Regions from separate parts of the Mus musculus genome. Here all the other regions are linked to region 3. Evidence: chromatin contacts called from public Hi-C data. All regions are on one chromosome and are shown on one strand. Each heading gives the region's core, a stretch centred on a gene start, on an enhancer-like site or on the middle of the called end of the contact. The rest is flanking DNA. Distances are from core to core; before and after follow the strand shown. Region 1 overlaps Plekha5 (pleckstrin homology domain containing, family A member 5). Region 2 overlaps Plekha5 (pleckstrin homology domain containing, family A member 5). Region 3 has its middle 46 kb from the start of Gm30056.

The links. A called contact is a pair of places that touch in the nucleus more often than the background predicts.
Region 1: a Hi-C map of uterus shows a contact between it and region 3, with 6 times the contacts expected there. The contact joins two enhancer-like sites. A contact is called at or near these places in 2 of 484 Hi-C or Micro-C datasets (pancreatic cancer cells and uterus).
Region 2: a contact with region 3 is called in a Hi-C map of the N1E-115 cell line, with 2.4 times the contacts expected there. The contact joins two enhancer-like sites.

The regions. Positions count from the first base shown.
Region 1 is chr6:140,507,284-140,510,697 of GRCm38.p6, forward strand. The region is part of intron 3 of Plekha5 (pleckstrin homology domain containing, family A member 5); the gene reads left to right. Among named protein-coding and RNA genes, the nearest start is that of Plekha5, 85 kb to the left of the region's middle. Within about 2 kb of position 1,693, at least 67 of the 459 cell types and tissues checked have an H3K27ac peak or open chromatin away from gene starts, as enhancers often do. A contact at or near this core is called in pancreatic cancer cells and uterus, where this site is marked.
Region 2 is chr6:140,465,015-140,468,471 of GRCm38.p6, forward strand. The region is part of intron 3 of Plekha5 (pleckstrin homology domain containing, family A member 5); the gene reads left to right. Among named protein-coding and RNA genes, the nearest start is that of Plekha5, 43 kb to the left of the region's middle. Within about 2 kb of position 1,472, at least 76 of the 459 cell types and tissues checked have an H3K27ac peak or open chromatin away from gene starts, as enhancers often do. A contact at or near this core is called in the N1E-115 cell line, where this site is marked.
Region 3 is chr6:140,145,875-140,149,266 of GRCm38.p6, forward strand. No RefSeq gene overlaps it. Among named protein-coding and RNA genes, the nearest start is that of Gm30056, 46 kb to the left of the region's middle. Within about 2 kb of position 2,032, at least 46 of the 459 cell types and tissues checked have an H3K27ac peak or open chromatin away from gene starts, as enhancers often do. A contact at or near this core is called in the N1E-115 cell line, pancreatic cancer cells and uterus, where this site is marked.

The DNA of each region.
Region 1 (3,414 bases), core at 443-2,942, 360 kb after region 3:
GGTAGGTGCTTTGAAATAGAAATATGTAGTTACTCACAGGACTGATTATAACAGGCAGTGTGACCTCAGCTAGCAGCTTGGGCGAAATCTCCCGAAGAAGATAGTATTTGAACAGGACTTGAAAAATATAAGTTGGTGAGGCACACAGTTTATAAACGAATTGAATTAGCTGTAACTTACCTCATGCAAAAAGCAGAATTTAGAAAGGATTGGAAGAAGAAAGAGAATTCTTAAAGCCTTAAGTCAGAGTCTTACTAACTGGCCTTAGGAAAAAAGGTCACCTTGCTCATTAATGACCTGAGAACTGGATAGTCTCAAATTCAGAGCTTCTGGATTCTCTTAGTTAGCAAGTATGTTCTAGTAGCTTCCACTCCCTACAGAGGACGAGTCTAGTGGTATGAGGGGCTTTCTCATTATAATTGGTTTCTTCCTAAGCAGGTGTTTATGGACTGACTGGATTCTTACATCTCTTCCAAGTACTTATTCCAGACGTCTGCTGCTTTGTGAGGTTTTATCTCTAAAAGAACAGCAACCTGAAACAATGGAAACTCACCCCCACACCCATTCTTGATTTTTTTTTTTTTAAACACAGTTTCCACCTCCTGGGAGTTGAGCTCACAGGCATGGACCACAAGGTCAAGCGCATTCTACTATTTCCACATCAGAAAGATTTGTATTAAATGACTAAGGGGGTGAAATCCTTAACTAACCAATGAGACACCTTACACTTACTGTCTTACCGTAGTGTTAGGTACTGGGAGGAAATACTAGAAACAGGGCTCCTTTCCCATTACAAGAGCTTCTATATTGAATATTAATTATGAATAAATTGGCCCCAGATGATGGATGGGATCGGGTTTCAGATTGAGGTATTTGGAAATAAATCTCTTGCAGAGTGAATGTTGCGAATCCAGATAGATCAAGTAAGTCAAGGGCAGGGGTAGCATTTTCAAGATTACAATCCACTGAGAAGTGAAATCGTAAGTATGTAAGGACTCAAAACTGACAGTGTGGCCGCTGGGCTGTCGGGTGTCTCACAGGCGTGCCTTGTGCTTGAGTGAAACACGGGTGCTGGTGTAAGTTCTTATGAGACCCCTGCTGAACTCTAGTTTTTGGTTGTAGATCGTATCCTGTTTGTCGTCTGTCTGTCCATTTGATACATATTGTGTTTTGGCTGGACGTGTGTAGTATCTTTTTACCGTTTATGTGCCTGGTACCCACAGTGACCAGAAGCGGTTCGGTCCTCTGACTCTGTGGTTACAGATGGTTGTGCCATGTGAGTGGTGGGACTCAAACCCTGCTCCTCTGCTAGGGCAGCATGTGAGCCTAACCACTGCCAAGTGGAACCTTTCGCTGTGGTTTTTAGAAATGCTTTGTTTTCGTTTGTATATGTACACCCACTTTGGAGAGTTGGTTCTCTCCTCCCATCGGCCTCAGGGACTGCATTCATGTCATGAGGCCAAAATGGCAATGACTTTTACCACCTGAGCCCTCACTGGCCTTCTCTTCTGTCTTCATGAGGCGCGGCTCCTGCGGTAGACTTTAGAGATACGTGAAAAGAAAATTGGGATTAGTTGAGGTTTAGGACTCCCCACGGATTTGAAGTTGATTGGCTTCAGCAGTGTAGTGGGCTGTCTGTCTCCACAGCTTTTCTTGGCTTTCTCCTGACCATGTGATCAGTGCAGGCCTGAGACCTGCTGGGCAGAATTGTACAAGGCACATGAGAATTGCCTTATTGTTAGTCATCTTTCTGTAAGTAAATAGTTTGTCTGCTAGTGGGTAGTGTGTGTGTGTGTGTGTGTGTGTGTGTGTGTGTGTGTGAGAAGTTTAGACTTTTTGCTGACGTGTGTGCTCCGAGCATAGCTACCCCTAATGGATTTCATCTTGAAATAGTCGGATGGCCTTCGTTTTGTTAAGCAGTTTCCACATATCCCCCAGGCCATTAGCCATTTCCTCCTCTGGGCTCTCAAACCAGGTTATGTTTTAATGATTTGTTTACAGCCCGCTTTCTCCTATTAAGCTGTCAGTTGGGCCTGTGGTGACCTTGAAAGAGGGACTTTATCTTACTCTCCCCTTTGTTCCCGTGGCTGACCACACTGTAAACAGTGAGTAAGCCGTCTTCGTCTTCGTTGTTGCGAGGGCAAGAGACTTCACAAGCGCCATAATGTCATAAACCAAGTGCTAGGCTGCCTTGTCCCTTCTTCCTCTCCCCAGGTGGAGACTCTTGGAGCAGATCTCTTGTTTCATTTCATTGTTTCTTGGAGCAGTGCGTTGTGGAGCCCCTGGACCACTGTGTGATGCTGCAAACGCTGAGCTAGGTTTTTGTCTGATTTTGAAAGTCCTGCTTTACTACGGGATCACATGTAACCCAGGTGCATGAGAGGAATGGCAACGTTGCTTTTTAGTACATTATTTTGTTCATCTGCGTAGCTGATGTTTTTGTTGTTGTTGTTTGTTTCCAGGTTTATAGTTGTTTGATTGTTTCCTTAAAACAGGATAGGATGTCATGGTTTTTGTTTTTTGTTTTTTTTTAACACTGTAGCTGTCCTCAGACACTCCAGAAGAGGGCATCAGATTTCATTATGGATGGTTGTGAGCCACCATGTGGTTGCTGGGATTTGAACTCCTGACCTGTGGAAGAGCAGTTAGCGCTCTTAACCAGGCCGTCTCACCAGCCCGGATGTCATGGTTTTAATGTTCATATACTTGAGCCCAGGTCACTAAGTGTTGTTATTATTTTGGAAAGCCCTGGAAGCTTTACAAGGTTGGCCCTCGAAGGCTCCTTGGCCCCTGGTCCCTGTGTGTTGTTTCCTCCGCTTCCTGCTCTTCTATGGTGTGCTCGCTCAGCCTCTAACACTCCGTGGTCCTTCCTCCATGAGGCGAGCTGCTTGGGCATGGTGTCCCTGACATGATGCAATGCAGATAACTGAGAATAAAGCAGTCCTCCTGTAAGTTAGTTCTGTCAGATAGTATGTCTAAGCCATGCAAAAATAACTAATAGAAAAAATTGGTACCAGGGGAGTAAGGTCACTGTAACTAAACCTAACAACATGATTATTAGGTTTTGAAAACTGATGTATAAGAAGAATGTGAAAGAGTTTGAAGGCAGACTAGAGCACCCCTCCTACAGTTCGTTAAGCAAAGCTAAGTGGACCATTCTGGTAGGAGTTTAGAAAGCTAGAACCTTATAGAAATACACAGTAAAGACTATTCTGTGAGGTTTAAAAGGGAACATGACTCTATTAGAATTGGACTGGAAACCATTCATGTTATATTCTAGCACAGAATCTGTCTCTAGTTTATGCATGTCTGAAACCTTGAAAGAGTATAAATTGAAAAATGATATAGTGTTCAGGCTATGCCATTGCTAGTGCTAGCTGCACTACCACTAGTTTTCATTGAGAATTGGGAGCT
Region 2 (3,457 bases), core at 222-2,721, 320 kb after region 3:
GAACATGAGGCAGAAGAAGAGTAGGCCTGCTGTAGCCTCAAGTGAGATGTGTGACTCCCAGTGATCCGCCCGACCATGTACACAGCACCATGCATTGTCTGCTGAGAGGCCCAGTGCATTCTCAGCCATCACAAATCAGATATTTAATTTTTAAGTGTTAGAAATGTAAATTTTTCACCTTTCATTCCCATAAACAGAACCTACAGTTGCTATAGCAGCGATTTTTTTTTCCCCACCTACATGAAATTTGAGTTTGAGACAATTATTTTCTCACAGATTTTCAAAGTGTAAAATGAATACACATAGCCATTGCAGCTCAGGAATAATTCCTCAGATGCAAAGTGATTTGTTCTCCATGAGTGAAGCCTGAAAACTCACCCACAGTCCAGTTTGACAGAAGGAGACTTCATGGCGATACAGGGACTGAAGAGCACAAGTGTAGAGAGGCCCAGCCTTCGTCCAGCACCAGAAGAGAAGCATTGGCTCTCAGGGACCAGCTATTCATTAGCTGGTTAGTTGGTCTCTGTTGACTACTTAGAGAACGATTATCATTCGGTGGCCCTAAGGAAGAAGCTTTGCACTTAACTTTTGGTGGTGTTTGATAATGTCGTCTTTTGAAAGCACTCAGCAGTCACTGAGCCCGAACTCTGCCATGCCTCCGTTGTTGCCTCCATGGTACATTTCAGTTGGCAGTGGGGAACAATCAGACCTGTGCCAAATGGTGCTAGTGTGCTTTCATCCATTGTAACTTGCAGGTGCATGTTTAACTCAGAAAGTAATAATTAGTGACTTCTCAGAAAGTATGGATTTTGCCTTTGCTGTGGTGGGCGTTTGTTCCATCATCAATGCCTCTGACTCGAGCAGTGCCCATCATCAGCTTATGTGTGACTAATGGCAGGCCTGCCTTGATGGGCCGACTGTGGGGATGCAAGCTTTGCAAACCAGCAGAACCTTCCTTACAGCAACTCAGGTTGTGACGTGCTTTGTGTGACGTGGTGTGTCATGGTTGGGTTTTAAAAATTGTGAACACTCACCTTCAACCCTAAGAGCTGTCTACTGCCCAAGTTACCATCTCATCGTGTGCTGTGTGCCTTTTAGGAAAGTGTGGGGAGGGTGCTGCTGGCACTCCACGGGCTTGGGATGGAGTGTGCACAGAAAGATGGGTGTGGCTCCTATCTCTGTGTTACACTTTGTTCACAATTCATTGTTCTCTGGTTAAATACAACAGAAAAAGCTGAAACCAGAGATGTGTCCTGTCATTGAGTTAAATACAGGTATATTCAGGGATTATTGAGCCCTGGCCAGGTCAAGAAAGAAACTCAGTACCTAATACACAGCTGGAGAGCGGGGCCCTGTGAAGTGCAGCCTGGCCTTGGTTTCCATAGTGAAACAATAAAAATGTGCTGTGTCATAAAACACAGAACAGTAACAAGCACCTTTGGAGGACTCAGTGGCTTTCGTGGGTGACGTCGCTCTCTCCTGGTCATGAAGTGGAAGGGCTGAGGCTGCACTCTGCCTTCCTTCCTCTCCGGCTCACTGGGTGTTGGTTTCCTCACCCCTGTGACAGAATTCTAGGTAAAATATCAGTGTATTGCTTTCTTTAAAAGGAAAGTAAATGTAGTTACTTATTAATAGGGAGTGGCAACTTTATATATGTTCTATGTTAGTCACATTTATTGAACTCTAGAAGTCTACGAGATTATTGGTTCACTCTGCTTGGGAACAAGAAACCAAATACTTAGAATAAAGAAGAGGGGAATCTTACATTTGTAATATTTTAATTACAGGCAGAGTTGCCTCTCAGAAATCTGATGACTCACACATGATTACATTACATTTTAAAACAAGACATTTAGTTCTTTTGCACTGAGAAATCTGTTTCACAGGTTGATTTTTTTTTTATATGAAGATAGTTATTTTATACAAGTGCAGTCACTCCCAAATGCTTTTTTTATTCTTCTAGTCTATGCTTTAGTGGGGGAGCCCCCATGTAGCCTACCAATTATATAAATCGCGTATGTTACACTCATAAGAGAAGGCAAGTGAGGCACCATATGACCTCAGTCTCCTGAACTTAGCACATGACTAAGCACTGTAAAGGAACCTGAGAAACAGCTGAAGTAAAGAACCGAGGACGGGTTAATTATAAATGCGTGGTGACAGATTTTCCCTCTGGCCTCTGGCGCAGAGGTGGGATTGTTACACTACTTATAGGCAAGTTAATGTCAAGGCAGTTGACATTTAGCCTCTTATTTATAAGAACTCAATATGGACAGCTCATTTTCATGAAAGTTAAATACAGAGAAAAAATGTGGAATGGATAGAATGAAACAAAAATATAATGAAATGTGTCATTAGTTGATTTGAGACCCATACATACACAGTGGAGGTTATATACCTTGCTCTTACACCTGGTTGTACACACAGTGGAAGTTATGTCACTTGTTCTTCTATCGTTCAGTGATCCAGTGATGTTTGAAAGTGTGCAGTCTCTGAGGTCATCAGGAAATCTCAACTATTAGCTTGGAGAGTCACTGTGTGTGCTGGACAAGTGCAGAAGGGCTTAGCTGTTGAACATAGACTTGAAATCACTGTTAGATGGAAGTTAGTACTTTGAAAGACTAGGCCGTTCAACTGTAATCACAGGCATTTTCATTCTCCAATTACTTCGTAGGTTTGTGGAGAGACTCTTGCTTCTTTCACAGGGGCTCACTCTTGGGGCTGAGGCATGGAAAGTCTGGGGTTCTTCATATACAATAGTAAGACTGTGAGGCTTGGTTTGTGGAGTGATTGTGAAATGAGTTTTACATTGGCAGCAAGCAGCTAGGGAGGGACTCTTGTTATATACTCAAGAGTAAAAGTAAGAAGACCTTGGCTTGCTTGGTTGTCCATCCGTCTGTCCATCCATCAGTTCTTACTGAGTCAGCCTTTGGTTTTCCGGGCTGGCTCTGCCTTGACCGTGACTGTTTCCATGCTTCAGCTGTCTCTGCTCTCAGCGCTGGCATCGCTAGTCTGAGCTGGCCTGAGGTGCTGGGGATCAGACCCAGGGAGGCATGCGTGCCAGGCAAGCGTTCTACCCAGTGAGCTACGTGCCCAGCCCAGTTTACAGTATCTTGTCTTCCATTTTACTGTTTGACAAGATCTCGTTACATAATCAAGGCTGGCCTCGACCTTGCGTTGTTGTCCAGGCCAGCCTCAGACAGCAACCCTCCCTCCTGACCATCGCTGGATTTTTGGTACGTGCCCCCTCATCCAGCATACAGATCAGCTTTTGATGTCAGAATTTCACACTTGCAAACTACATTTTAGAGAATTTCCAATTCGAGGACTATCCATTTGTCCCTGCTCTCCCAAAAGATGGGAATATTGTAATTGTGCTTTCAAAGATGTGGAATGCAATGATGATTTAAAGTGTGCCAGTAGCATAGGCTTGTTTTGATCAAATGTTTGAGCATAG
Region 3 (3,392 bases), core at 782-3,281:
ACAGTGTAGAGTCGGAGGATAAGTATGTATGTATGTGAACCTTATAAACATGCGTTCTCCCTGACAGTGTAATTGTTGGGTTAACTCACGTCCTCAGTCACTGCAGCCAGCCTCCTCAGCAGGTGTCGTCAGGACTGTGGCTTTCTTCACTACACGTGTCACGGGAATCTGTCTTTAAATTAGCATTCAGTGTCTAGTTCTAAAAATTAGTTTTCACTGTCTTTGCCTTGTTTTCTACATGGCTCTGCCTTTACCATCATTAATTTCATAGGTATTCTATATATATGCTCGGTACTATTCCTTTTACAGCTTTATATATACACAGACTTCTTGCAGCTTTGATCTTTTTTTTCTCGTTGTTCCTGGCATTTTACAGGAAGGTTGTGATCAAATATTAACACTTTTGCTTGACAGTTTGAGCTCTTGCACATATAAACGTAACACTACATACAATTAAAATACCATTTTTAGCACATTTCCCCTCCACTCTTAATTATTTTACTTTAAATGTAGATCTTGAATGGCTGGAGCTGTAACTCAGTTACTAGAGCGTTGTCGAATGTGCACAAGTATAAAATAAATTACATAGTCTAGCTGACCTGTATAAAAGACACACAATCCAAGTATTTTATTTACAAACTGTAAGCCTAGATTGGGCAGGTGTGGAGCTATTCTAACATGCATCCCAGTCATATGTCCCTTGTCACTTGCTGTTCCTCCTGGTCACATGCTCATGGTCCATCTCCTCTCATGGCTTCCTCCTCCTCTCTTGGTCTCCTCCCTTCTCTTATTCTCTCCTGAGACCTCCTCACTCAGTCCTCAACACCCGCCTTTCTCTCCCTACGGTTCAGTCACAGGCTCTAGCTTTTAATTAACCAATTAACTTTCAACTGGAGAGCAGGGTTTCCATAGCACCACTTTGCGAACCTGAGGATCTCTTCCTGGTGGGCACCCAGATTCTAGAGGCCAGTATTTAGCATTTGAATACATAGCATCACCAAGCCAATCCCCAACACACAAGGTCTTGGGTTTGATGCCTAGCACGGCATAAAGCAATGGGGATGGTACACACCTGTACTCTTCATTCTGAGGAGGTGGAGGCAGGAGAATCGGGAATTAAACTCAGTCTCAACTATACAGCAAAAACAAAGCCAGTCTGGGCACATAAAACTTTCTTTCAATAGGTAGGTAGGTAAGTAGGTAAATGATAGAGAAAGACAGACAGACAGACAGACAGACAGACAGACAGACAGAGAGAGAGAGAGAGAGAGAGAGAGAGAGAGTTTAAGGTTAGCATTGGCAACATAATGAGTTCCCAGACTTGGTTACAAAAAAAAATGAGACACTGTCTCAAAATAAAAAATCAAGGTTTTCTCTCCTTTCAAAGTCCATTTCCTTTCACTTTCTACGGACCACAAAATCATTTAGTGTTTTATAAGGCTGAAGGATCAATTGATTCAGTGAGATTTTTAGGACTAAGGTACATCCTATAAAGAGATAATGACTCCACTAGAAGGTCATGACAACTAGCTTTTAAATACACAGGCAAGCTACCTCTTCTACATGCAACTAAGATTTTATGGTGACTTTGCAGGTCAAAACATGTTCGGATTCAAATCATGTCGGCCCAGTTCAAACCTTATTAAAGCTTATACCAAGCAAGCTATTTTCCCAGCCTCTGCTGGGGGATAATGACAGCTGCTGCACAGGCCTGTGCAGAAGTTACATGAGTTACATGGTAAAGGCTCTGAGCTGGTCCCTAATAAGGATGGAAACATTGGCACACTTTGGCTGCACTTGTGTATGAACATATCTACAAGCCCTCCACCTGCCTTGTAGGATGTCCTCCAAGAAACCACTACCCCAACACTTATTTTCCCCTTTGTCTCTTTCCACCAGCCACTTCCTTTGTTGGTAACACTTGGACCTTATATATAAACAGATATCCTGTTATTAATTATGACTAGGTTCAGCCCAGTGCAGCTAAATTAGTTCCATAAGGTCAAGCTGGTGCCAGAATGAGTCATCAACACAGAGAGCCGCTCCCTCCTCCCGCAGGCTTGGTTCTGCAGCGGCCTTGGCTACCTTCTGGTCTCAGAGGTCAGAGTCACCGAGGAGTGACAAAGACCTCGAATGTCTTCTTGCTTCTGCTCCTCTAGTCTCTCAGAAATGAACAAGCTGGCATTTACCCGGGAACAGTCAGGTCACATTAGGACAATGAAAATGTCACCTTGATTTCTCTCACTGATTCTACTACTCAAACCTGCTTCTCTTCTGTGAGGTTCCCTGTTTCTCTCTCTTCCCCTCTCAATTATCCTCTTTAAAATGCGTCTCCTCTCCAGCTGGCATCCCTCAGCCCCAACACACCATCATCCCCACCCTCTCACGAGTCTCCTCCTCATCCCCTCCTCCCACCTAATGCATTCAAAATTAATGATAATGACATCCACAACAATAATAAGCAGTTGCCTGCTGGATACACAGCAGGGACACAGAGTTCTCCCCCAGAGTGATTGCAGGTGGTTTCCTGAGACCCACAAGCCTGGTGGCTGAATGGTTGAACCACAGAGAGGCATGTGGGAGAACGTGGGTGGTTCCCAGTAAGACTCCCACCAGAGCCATTTTGCTGCCAGTCCTTCTGACAAAGAAATGTCTGATACAGTCGAGTGCATCGTGCCTCGCAAGGTTTGTGTGCCTATGTGCTCAGTGCCTCACAATATGGTTTCCAAAGGAAACTCTCAAACGCGGTCTGTGGGAGAGATGAGAAGGAAATTAATGAGTCCCACTTGGTGTTTTCACTAAAATCGCTGACAGTCTCTGGATTTTGTGTCTGGCCAGATCTTGTTATAAGAAGAAGTAAAGCAGGTTTGTGCTTTTCTGACCAGTGTCATAATCCACCTGTTAAAAATTACCCTGGAATGCCTAGTGAAGCCTCTATTCACTAGGCAACGTGAACGCCATAGATATCCAGTGTAGTTAACTCAAGAGTGTTAGGTCTTACCCTCATGTGCCTGTGTGTGCATGCATGCGTGCACACGTGTGGGGGTATGGGAGGGTAGGTGAGTGTTAAGTTTTTATATTTATTTTTAAAGGATAGGTGTTTTGTCTGCATGCATGTCTTTCCATCACATGTATTACCGGTGCCCAGGAAGGCCAGAAGAGGGCATCGGATCCCAGGGGTCTGGAGTTACAGACAGTTGTGAGCCGCCATATGCTTGCTGGGCATTGAGCCCCGAACCTTCGGAGGAACCACCAGTGCTCTCAACCTCTAAGCCATCTCTCTAGCCCTAGCTCTTACCTTTCTATAATGAGAAGTTTGAAAACAGACGCAGAGGCATGGGTATCCCAAACTCTCTACTTAACTCTGCCTGTGAGTTCGGCTTTACACTTCT